Regions from separate parts of the Sus scrofa genome. Here all the other regions are linked to region 3. A link is a contact called in public promoter capture Hi-C data. All regions are on one chromosome and are shown on one strand. Each heading gives the region's core, a stretch centred on a gene start, on an enhancer-like site or on the middle of the called end of the contact. The rest is flanking DNA. Distances are from core to core; before and after follow the strand shown. Region 1 overlaps KANSL1 (KAT8 regulatory NSL complex subunit 1). Region 2 overlaps MAPT (microtubule-associated protein tau). Region 3 holds the start of KANSL1 (KAT8 regulatory NSL complex subunit 1).

What was found. Promoter capture Hi-C pulls out the DNA fragments that hold promoters and counts their contacts.
Region 1: a promoter capture Hi-C map of fetal liver shows a contact between it and region 3, with 2.2 times the contacts expected there. The contact joins the enhancer-like site here to the promoter of KANSL1 in region 3. A contact is called at or near these places in 2 of 5 promoter capture datasets (fetal liver and liver), 19 of 47 Hi-C or Micro-C datasets (alveolar macrophages, blood, embryonic fibroblasts and 8 more) and 2 of 2 datasets of contacts at active chromatin or transcription factors (alveolar macrophages and skeletal muscle).
Region 2: a promoter capture Hi-C map of fetal liver shows a contact between it and region 3, with 3 times the contacts expected there. The contact joins the enhancer-like site here to the promoter of KANSL1 in region 3. A contact is called at or near these places in 3 of 5 promoter capture datasets (fetal liver and liver), 18 of 47 Hi-C or Micro-C datasets (alveolar macrophages, blood, brain and 11 more) and 2 of 2 datasets of contacts at active chromatin or transcription factors (alveolar macrophages and skeletal muscle).

What each region holds. Positions count from the first base shown.
Region 1 is chr12:17,071,559-17,074,290 of Sscrofa11.1, reverse strand. The region is part of intron 7 of KANSL1 (KAT8 regulatory NSL complex subunit 1); the gene reads right to left. Among named protein-coding and RNA genes, the nearest start is that of MAPT, 140 kb to the left of the region's middle. Within about 2 kb of position 1,345, at least 1 of the 83 cell types and tissues checked has an H3K27ac peak or open chromatin away from gene starts, as enhancers often do. A contact at or near this core is called in fetal liver, where this site is marked.
Region 2 is chr12:17,115,762-17,118,461 of Sscrofa11.1, reverse strand. The region is part of intron 7 of MAPT (microtubule-associated protein tau); the gene reads left to right. Among named protein-coding and RNA genes, the nearest start is that of MAPT, 94 kb to the left of the region's middle. Within about 2 kb of position 1,416, at least 50 of the 83 cell types and tissues checked have an H3K27ac peak or open chromatin away from gene starts, as enhancers often do. A contact at or near this core is called in alveolar macrophages, embryonic fibroblasts, epiblast stem cells and 6 more, where this site is marked.
Region 3 is chr12:16,900,349-16,903,091 of Sscrofa11.1, reverse strand. It overlaps KANSL1 (KAT8 regulatory NSL complex subunit 1), which reads right to left and starts at 1,481. Exons shown (of 15, transcript XM_013989925.2): 1 at 1,354-1,481.

The sequences.
Region 1 (2,732 bases), core at 96-2,595, 170 kb before region 3:
CTTGGGATCGAATACATGAATATAACCCCATATGCCATAGGCAAAGCATGGCCCTAAAAAAGCAGAAAGAGAGACAGAAAGAAATTTAAAGCACAATGCTTAATGCTATTAATTATTAATAACATTCTACAAATTAATCTTAAACTCAATAGGTTTTGGTATACAGGGGAGAAAAGACAAATGGAATTTAAACAAATAATCTTAAAACTACAACTAGAAGAGTAAGTGGTAAGGGGGAAAGTTCCCAGAAATTTTCTTATAAGCAAAGATAGAGAGTGATTTGCCCTACCACATTTTAGAAGTATTTAAAAGTTACAGTAATTTGGAGTTCCCATTGTGGAGCAGCAGAAATGAATACTACTAGGAACCATGAGGTTGTGGTTCAATCCCTGGCATCGCTCAGTGGGTTAAGGATCTGGTGTTGCCGTGAGCTGTGGTGTAGGCTGCAGACTCAGTTCGGATCTGGCATTGCTGTGGGCCAGCAGCTGTGGCTCCGATTTTGACCCCTAGCCTGGGAACTTCCAAATGCCGTGGTGCAACCCTAAAAAGCAACAACAACAACAACAATAAAAAGTGCAGTATTTTAAGAAATCTGCTATTGGTTAAGAAACAGAAAATTTAATTAAACAAAAAAAGCATATATAATGTTTAACACAACTAATATTTCTAAATTCATCAGCTTAAAAAAAATGATTTTTCAGGAAAAATAGAATTTGAATTCCTACTTCACTTCAAAATAAACTCCAAAGGAAATAAAGATTAAAATATAAAACAAACGTTGTTCTTAGACTGCAAAAGAAAAATTGTGGGTCGACATACAGCAATTAAAAGTGTGGGCTATGGGGTCTGGCTGTCTAGGTTTGTGCCCTAACTCTGCTACTAGCTGTATGACCTTAGACAAGCTACCTAATGGCTGCATTCACAGTAAAAGACGCCTATCGGATAAGGTTGTTTTGAGGATAAAAATCACTTAGAACAGCATCTGGTCTTAACTCAGAAGGGAATAAAAGAAAGAACATAGACCGTAAAGACCACTGATATGAAATTCTAGTCTATTGTTAGCTGTATGATCTCCTCAAATTTACTCACCATATGGGATGATGAGTTATTTTACTAATAAGGGATCCCTAATCCTAATGTCATGGGATTTGGGGAGATATAATATGACCTCAAAAACTGTTAAAATGCTACACAAACGCTAGCTAAATTTGCATATGTCAAGGTTTCTCAACAACAGCACTACTGATACTTGGAACTCGATAATTTTTTGTTGTGAGGAGTCCTCCTGTGCACTGTAGATAAGCAGCAGCATCCCTGGTCTCTCCTCATGGTGCAAGCAACACCCTCCTCCCCATTTCTGTGACAACCAGAAATGACTACAGACACTGTCATATGTTTCCAGGGGGTGGGTGGGTCAGTCAAAAATTGTGTAGAATCATGAGCTCAAATTACGGTTATTTCTTCTAGTAAAATTTAAAGCACAGGCTCCCATTAAACATTAATGGTGAGAAAGAAGAAATCTGGAGTTCCCGTTGTGGCGCAGTGGTTAACAAACCCAACTAGGAACCATGAGGTTGCGGGTTCGGTCCCTGCCCTTGCTCAGCAGGTTAACGATCCGGCGTTGCCGTGAGCTGTGGTGTAGGTTGCAGACGCGGCTCGGATCCCGCGTTGCTGTGGCTCTGGCATAGGCCGGCGTCTACAGCTCCGATTCAACCCCTAGCCTGGGAACCTCCATATGCCGTGGGAGTGGCCCAAGAAATAGCAAAAAAAAGACAAAAAAAGACAAAAAAAAAAAAAGAAATTTTAAAACTATAGTCAAGGCAAAAGGACTCAAGAGCAAGCTTGAAGAGACTTCCACTAATCAAATAATCAAAAATGACACTTGAGCACAGAAAAGAATTTCAGTGAAGTTTCCTCGGTGGCCTAGTGGCGGAGGATTCGTCTCTGCTATAGCTTGAGCTCAATCCCTGGCCTAGAAATATCTGCACACTGCAGGTGCGGAAAAAAAAGAGAAGAATTTCAACGGCTTGACTAACTCAAATATGTTTAATAAACCAATGACGACTTTTTTTTTTTTTTTGTCTTTTTGCCTTTTCTAGGGCTGCTCCCACGGCATATGGAAATTCCCAGGCTAGGAGTCTAGTCAGAGCTATAGCCACTGGCCTACACCACAGCCACAGCAACTCGCGATCTGAGCGGCATCTGCGACCTACACCACAGCTCACGGCAACACCAGATCCTTAACCCACTGAGCAAGGCCAGGGATCGAACCGGCAATCTCATGGTTCCTAGTCAGGTTGGTTAACCACTGAGCAATGACGGGAACGCCCAATGACTTCTTAATCATACCCACTGCCCCCTCCACAAAAATTTTACTGGTTGTCGTCCTTGGAAGATGGCAGGAAACCAAATTATTATTCAAAAATGGATAGATGAAAGGAAATAAACATGAATCATGCTTTTTTCTGCACAAACTGTACTTCAGAGTAAACCAACTGCAGAAAAGGGCATTTTCCTCTTTATAGACAGTCTAGTTAATAAATAAACAGAACATCACTTCAACTCCTAAAGAAACAATGGGGTCCAGGCGATGACCACCAGTGAGGGTAACATAAAAAGAGAGGTAAGTCATTCCACGTCTTTTGATGCAATGCACTTGCACAAACTCAAACCTAAATTTGTTCAAGTCTCTATATCCAACTACCCGTTTTCAAGAAATGCAGGGGACAGAG
Region 2 (2,700 bases), core at 167-2,666, 220 kb before region 3:
ACGATGGCGGGGAGTGGGGAGGGCGGCGGTCGGAAGGGGGTTGGGAGGGGGCTAAGAATTCAATAGGAATATAGCTGCATAAAAAAAAAAAAAAAAAAAAAAAAAAAAAAAAAAAAAAAAAAAAAAAAAAAAAAAAAAAGAGAACATACTATAGCCTCAAAAGCTGGTTCCTCCCTTTTTTCCTTTATTCATTCATCCAACATTTCTGGGGCACCTCTGAGCGCCAGACCCTATGCTAAGAGATCCTGCCTCCAAGGCCCAGGCTGGGGAAGGAGACACATGAGCTAATAAAAAGGGGCAGGATGGAGTTCCCGTCGTGGCGCAGTGGTTAACGAATCTGACTAGGAACCATGAGGTTGTGGGTTTGGTCCCTGCCCTTGTTCAGTGGGTTAACGATCCGGCGTTGCCGTGAGCTGTGGTGTAGGTTGCAGACGTGGCTCGGATCCCGCATTGCTGTGGCTCTGGTGTAGGCCGGTGGCTACAGCTCCGATTCAACCCCTAGCCTGGGAACCTCCATATGCCGTGGGAGCGGCCCAAGAAATAGCAACAACAACAAAAGACAAAAAGACAAAAAAAAAAAAAAAAGGGGGGGGGCAGGAGGAGAGGTCGGCCACACGCAGGAGGGAGCAGCCTGCACCATCGATGGTCCCCCACACTGAGGGTCACCTGTGTGGTCATCCACCCTGAGGAGGTCACCTGCACCATCCAGAGTCACCACCCTGAGAATCACCTGTGTTTAGAGTGTCACTCACAATGCCAGTTGCACCAACAAATCAGAGAAAACAGGACAGACCCTTTGAGGGGATCATCACTGGGTCTCTGAGAGGACAGTCCCCAACACAGAGTTCTGGAGACCCACCCAGACGGAGAGAGACTAGTGGGAAACTGCCCCTGAAGCTATCTGAGAGCAAAAGCAAACTAAAGCTAAAACAGGCCCAGCCGGGGCAGCAGAGGGGCGTGGGCTGGGCTGGAGCTGCGTTTGTTTACGGGAGAACTGAGAGTTAACAGCTGGTAGAGGGAGGTCCCTGCTGGCTCTGCTGTGAACTGCCTGGGCATTTGGCCCGACAGGACAGGATGGGATAGGATGGAGAAGGCAGAGGGTGGTGGGTGACACCGCCTGCAGAGCCTCAGGCTCCACTGCAGTGAGTCATGGAGGCGGAGCTGAGTAAGAGGGGCGAGTGTGGGCCTGGCCGAGATTAAGGCGGCACCGACCTCAGCAGCTGCTCTGTGTGGTCAGCGGAGAGCACAGGGGTCCCAGGTACCTTCCACGGTGAGAGAGAGGAGCTCATTTGGGGCCGAGGCTGCCAGGTAAGAACTAGGGGGCTCCCTGTGGCTGCCAAGGTGAGAAGGGACATGCAGAGTCATGACCAGAGCATGGTGTGGGGAGGAGGGGGAGGGTGGTCTGGTGGACTTCCAGCAGATGGAGCCAAAGTCACGGTAGCTGGGAGGTGAAGGCCCCAGACAGGACACAGCTGCAGGGCTTGGAAAGCCTTGGGCTGCAATATTCCAGATGGCCACAAGATGGCAATGGCACGCTGTAGGCGGCCGTCTCATTCCCGAGAACTGAAGTATTTTGTGATGTGAGTCCGCTGTATTTGCTGACAAAGTTTCAGGTCTCATTTCAAAAAGTGTATGTGTGTGTGTAGAACACTTATGTGAAGTAAAAAATGTGAGTCTGTACCTAGAATAGTTTGCCTGTCCTGGATCAGGGCCAGAGACTCAGCAGAACTTGAGTTGAAGTGTCAGGCTCTGCAGATCCTCCTCTGGGACAGGCCTATAACTCCAAGACCCTCTGGGCACTTTCCCTGTACACAGCATCTGTGTTTCTGAAAAATCTGGTGTAAATCCCATCATTTTAAAGAAGCTTGGCAGCAGCTACTGTTTAAAAGAACAATGTAAATAGTTTGAGCTTCTGGGTCAGTTTTCAGGCTGACCATCCTGGGCTTGAAGAAATAGCTTGCTATGGTGTCCGGTGCCGACCCATGTTAAGTTCCCACCAGCCCCCAAGCCTCAGCACTGAGCCTGTTGACCCTACTGAGGCCAAGCCAGGCCCAACCCTATGCGTCCCCAGGGATGTGACGGTGGCCTGAAGACACTGGGCCAGCCTGGGAGCTCCTGAGGGGGAGGGCTGGGCCATCTGGAGCACCTTGAGAAATCTGAGCCCAAACAGAACCGGAACAAGGTCTGATGAGAGTTTGGAACCGTTTGGGGTTGTCCGGGAAATGGATTAAACCAAAGTGGATCCACTCCTAGCCTCACCCCACCCCAGCCTCTCCTCCAGATCAAACCCTGACCACAGGAATATGTCCCTGGATTAGGAGACCTCTGGATCAAAAATCGGAGCCTCCAAAACGTTTTTTCCTTGATGGGTATTTTCAGTGTCTGCCCAGAGCTGAGGCTCAATACTTTACATTTACTCAGCTGAGAAATTAAGTTTTAGGATTCCATTTTCATAATGCCATCCATTGCCCTTTCTTCTCCTTTTTGTAAATCTACCATTCTGTAAAGGGTATTGCCTTAATTTGACCACTAACAGTAATTCAGGTCTGCTTTGTAAATATCCTTATGTCTCCTGCCAAATCCTGCAAAAGCTTTTGCCTTTTTTTGTGGGATTGGAACGAGGAAAAAACATATGGGAGTTCTCATTGTGGCTCAGTGGGTTAAGAACCCAACAGTGTCTGTGAGGATGCGGGTTCAATC
Region 3 (2,743 bases), core at 232-2,731:
TTAGATAATACAAAAATTGGTTATCAAATAATTAGAAAACCAAAACCATTTTCCCCAGACAGAAAGATGATTAGCCAAGGTATTTCATAAGCACTATTAAAAAGTAACTTGTTAATAGATCACCTAAAAAAGACCCTTTAATTTCACTTAATAAATCAAACCTCTCTGATCATTCTGATTGTCCTAAATTTCCTTAAGTTTAAGTTGCAGAGCCCATTCTACATGAAAAATACAATCCATTCTTGATCGAAGTGTTATAAACAAATAAGAGATCTTTCTTGCCTAGAGATCTTTAAAAGCAGACCAAATAACTTAATTCTGGGGATGGGAGGGAGGCAGGGTTGTCTGGAGGCAGGAGGATGGATTAAATGACCTCTTGTAGGATCCCTGTTCAAGTCCTAGGCCTGAATGAAAATTCCAGCTTAACCAGTTACTGTTTTACTTAAAATGGAGGCTTGCCCGAATAGGGACAAAAATACAGCACCCACCTCTCTAAAATAAATGTTTAAAATTTAAAGACTATAGTACCCTCATTTCTAAGAAAAATTAAAAATAAAACCTCTGGAGTGGATTTGTTCTTGCTATGCGTTTATCACAGCAGCTTCGAAGACTTGGCATCACTTTCCTCACCGCTCGTCGGATTGGGGAGGGGTTAGGTGGGGGGGGGGGCAGTTTGACTCTTGACCCAGTCTCGGGAGGGTTTAAGCCACTCCATGATCTCCACCGCAAAAGCAAACCGGTGAGGAGAAGGGGACAGCTCGAGTTCCCACCCCTCCCCCACCTTGGACCCTAGTCCCAAACCTACCCCCCTCACCTTCCCGCAGTGGGGCGACTCCTTCCTGGCCCAAACCCATTGTTGGGAAGGGGACGATAAGGAGAGTGGGCTCTGAGCAGAGGCGCCTGTGGCGGTTGCCCTGACTCGCTTCAGGAGGGGGCGGCCCGCAGGATGCAGCTTCCCGTCCTCTCCGCGTCGGTCCGTCCCACCTCGGCTCGGCCTGGCGCTCCGGGCTCTGCTCGGCGCCCCCATCCCCGGGCCCGGCCCAACCCGCCCCCTGAGCACCAGGCCCCGGCCCCTCAGCCGGGAGCCCGCAGCCCAGGCCTGCGGGTGGGCGCGGGGCGGGGGTCCCTATGCCCCCCACACACACGTCCCCTCTCCCCCAGCCCAGCCGTTTCCAGGGCCCTCGGCGGCGCCCGCTCCCCGGGCCCGTCGGCTCCCCGCCTCCCGGCCGGGGCGCCCCCTCGGCCTCCAGAGGTCGAGGCCGCCTCTTCTTCCCCACCATCACCCCTACCGACTTGTGCCCCCACCCCCCCGGGCACCAGTGCCAACGGCGGCTACCCCGGCCCCGGACCTACCTGCACGGCTCAACCAAGCCTAGAAGTGGGGGCGGGGAAATCTTCCGCCCTCCTCTGTCTCTCATTGGCCTTTCCGGGGGACATCGGGGGCTCCATTGGCTAATGGTGGATGTCCGTCAGAGCGGTGGGGCGGGACAGAGGGGGAGAGGGATGCTGGTGCCTTGGCGTCTCTGTCTCTCTATCTCGCTGTCTCTGTCTCGGCTCTTGGAAACAAGAGACATTTGGATAGGAGGACTGGAAGGGGGCCTCAGGTGGAAGGAAAAGAAATAGAAATGCTGGCAGAGCTTCCCATCAGTATGCCACTCTGAACCCCCACCTAAGTCCCCTTTAGATCCTCTTCTCCATCACCCCCAACCCCAGCCCCTCACCCTTGTAGGTTCTTCATCCAGGAAGCTACATGATGAAAAGTTGAGGCCGGAAGGCCATGAGAGGAAATTTCATATATGTATATAAAATATACACATACAAATACTTATATATAAAGTCAACCGGATATAAGGTTATGAGAGCCAGGAGAGGAAAAGGCACACATCTCAGACAAGGAAGGGCTTGAGATATAGCCAATATAAGAAAGAATCAAAAATCGCTCTAAGAACTGGTAACAGTGGTTTCCTCCTGGGAGGGGAGCTGAGGGGAACAGGTGGGAGCAAGACTTACATTTCACTGCATATCCTTTTGCAGCTTTCGATTTTTGTACCATTCACAAAGATTCCCATTTTTTGGAAATTAATTGGCTTAAATTTTGAAATAATCATAAGGTTGCAAAACCAGGGGGACAGATAAGATGGTAGTCCAGGCAAAGTGGGACAACATGCAGAATTGGGAAGAAATCTTAGTTTTTAATATGTCCAGTCCCAGCTACCAGTAGTAAAACCAAGTGAATGTGTCCCAGAGGCTACTAGAGCTATGGAACTTGGGAAAGGGTGGATAATCTGGAATAAGGGAGATTTAGAGCTCTCCACCTAAATATAGTGATCAATGGCAGGCTAAAAGATTAAACTCCTGATAGAAATTTAAAAGACACCCACAATAAAAGTCAGGAGTGGGAAAAGAAACAGAAAGAGAGTCCGTGAGATAAGAAAAACAGAATAATGAAAGTATTCTTACCAACAGAGGTATGAAAGTTAAGGGAGGGAGGGTCTCTGGAAAGAAAAAAATAATAAAACTATGAGAGCCTCACAGGTCTTACAACTCACTTCAGAGACCCTCTTTAGTCTTACTCAATAAGAATGAAAACAAAGAGAATACCCAAAAAGTAGAGTTCTTAACCTTTTCAAACCATGTACCCTTCTCAGAATGTTTTTAAATGCATAATAAACATATGCAGGAATTCAAAGAAAACCAGTAATAGCAAAATACAATTTTCAAAATATCTTTTAAAGTGTAGCAT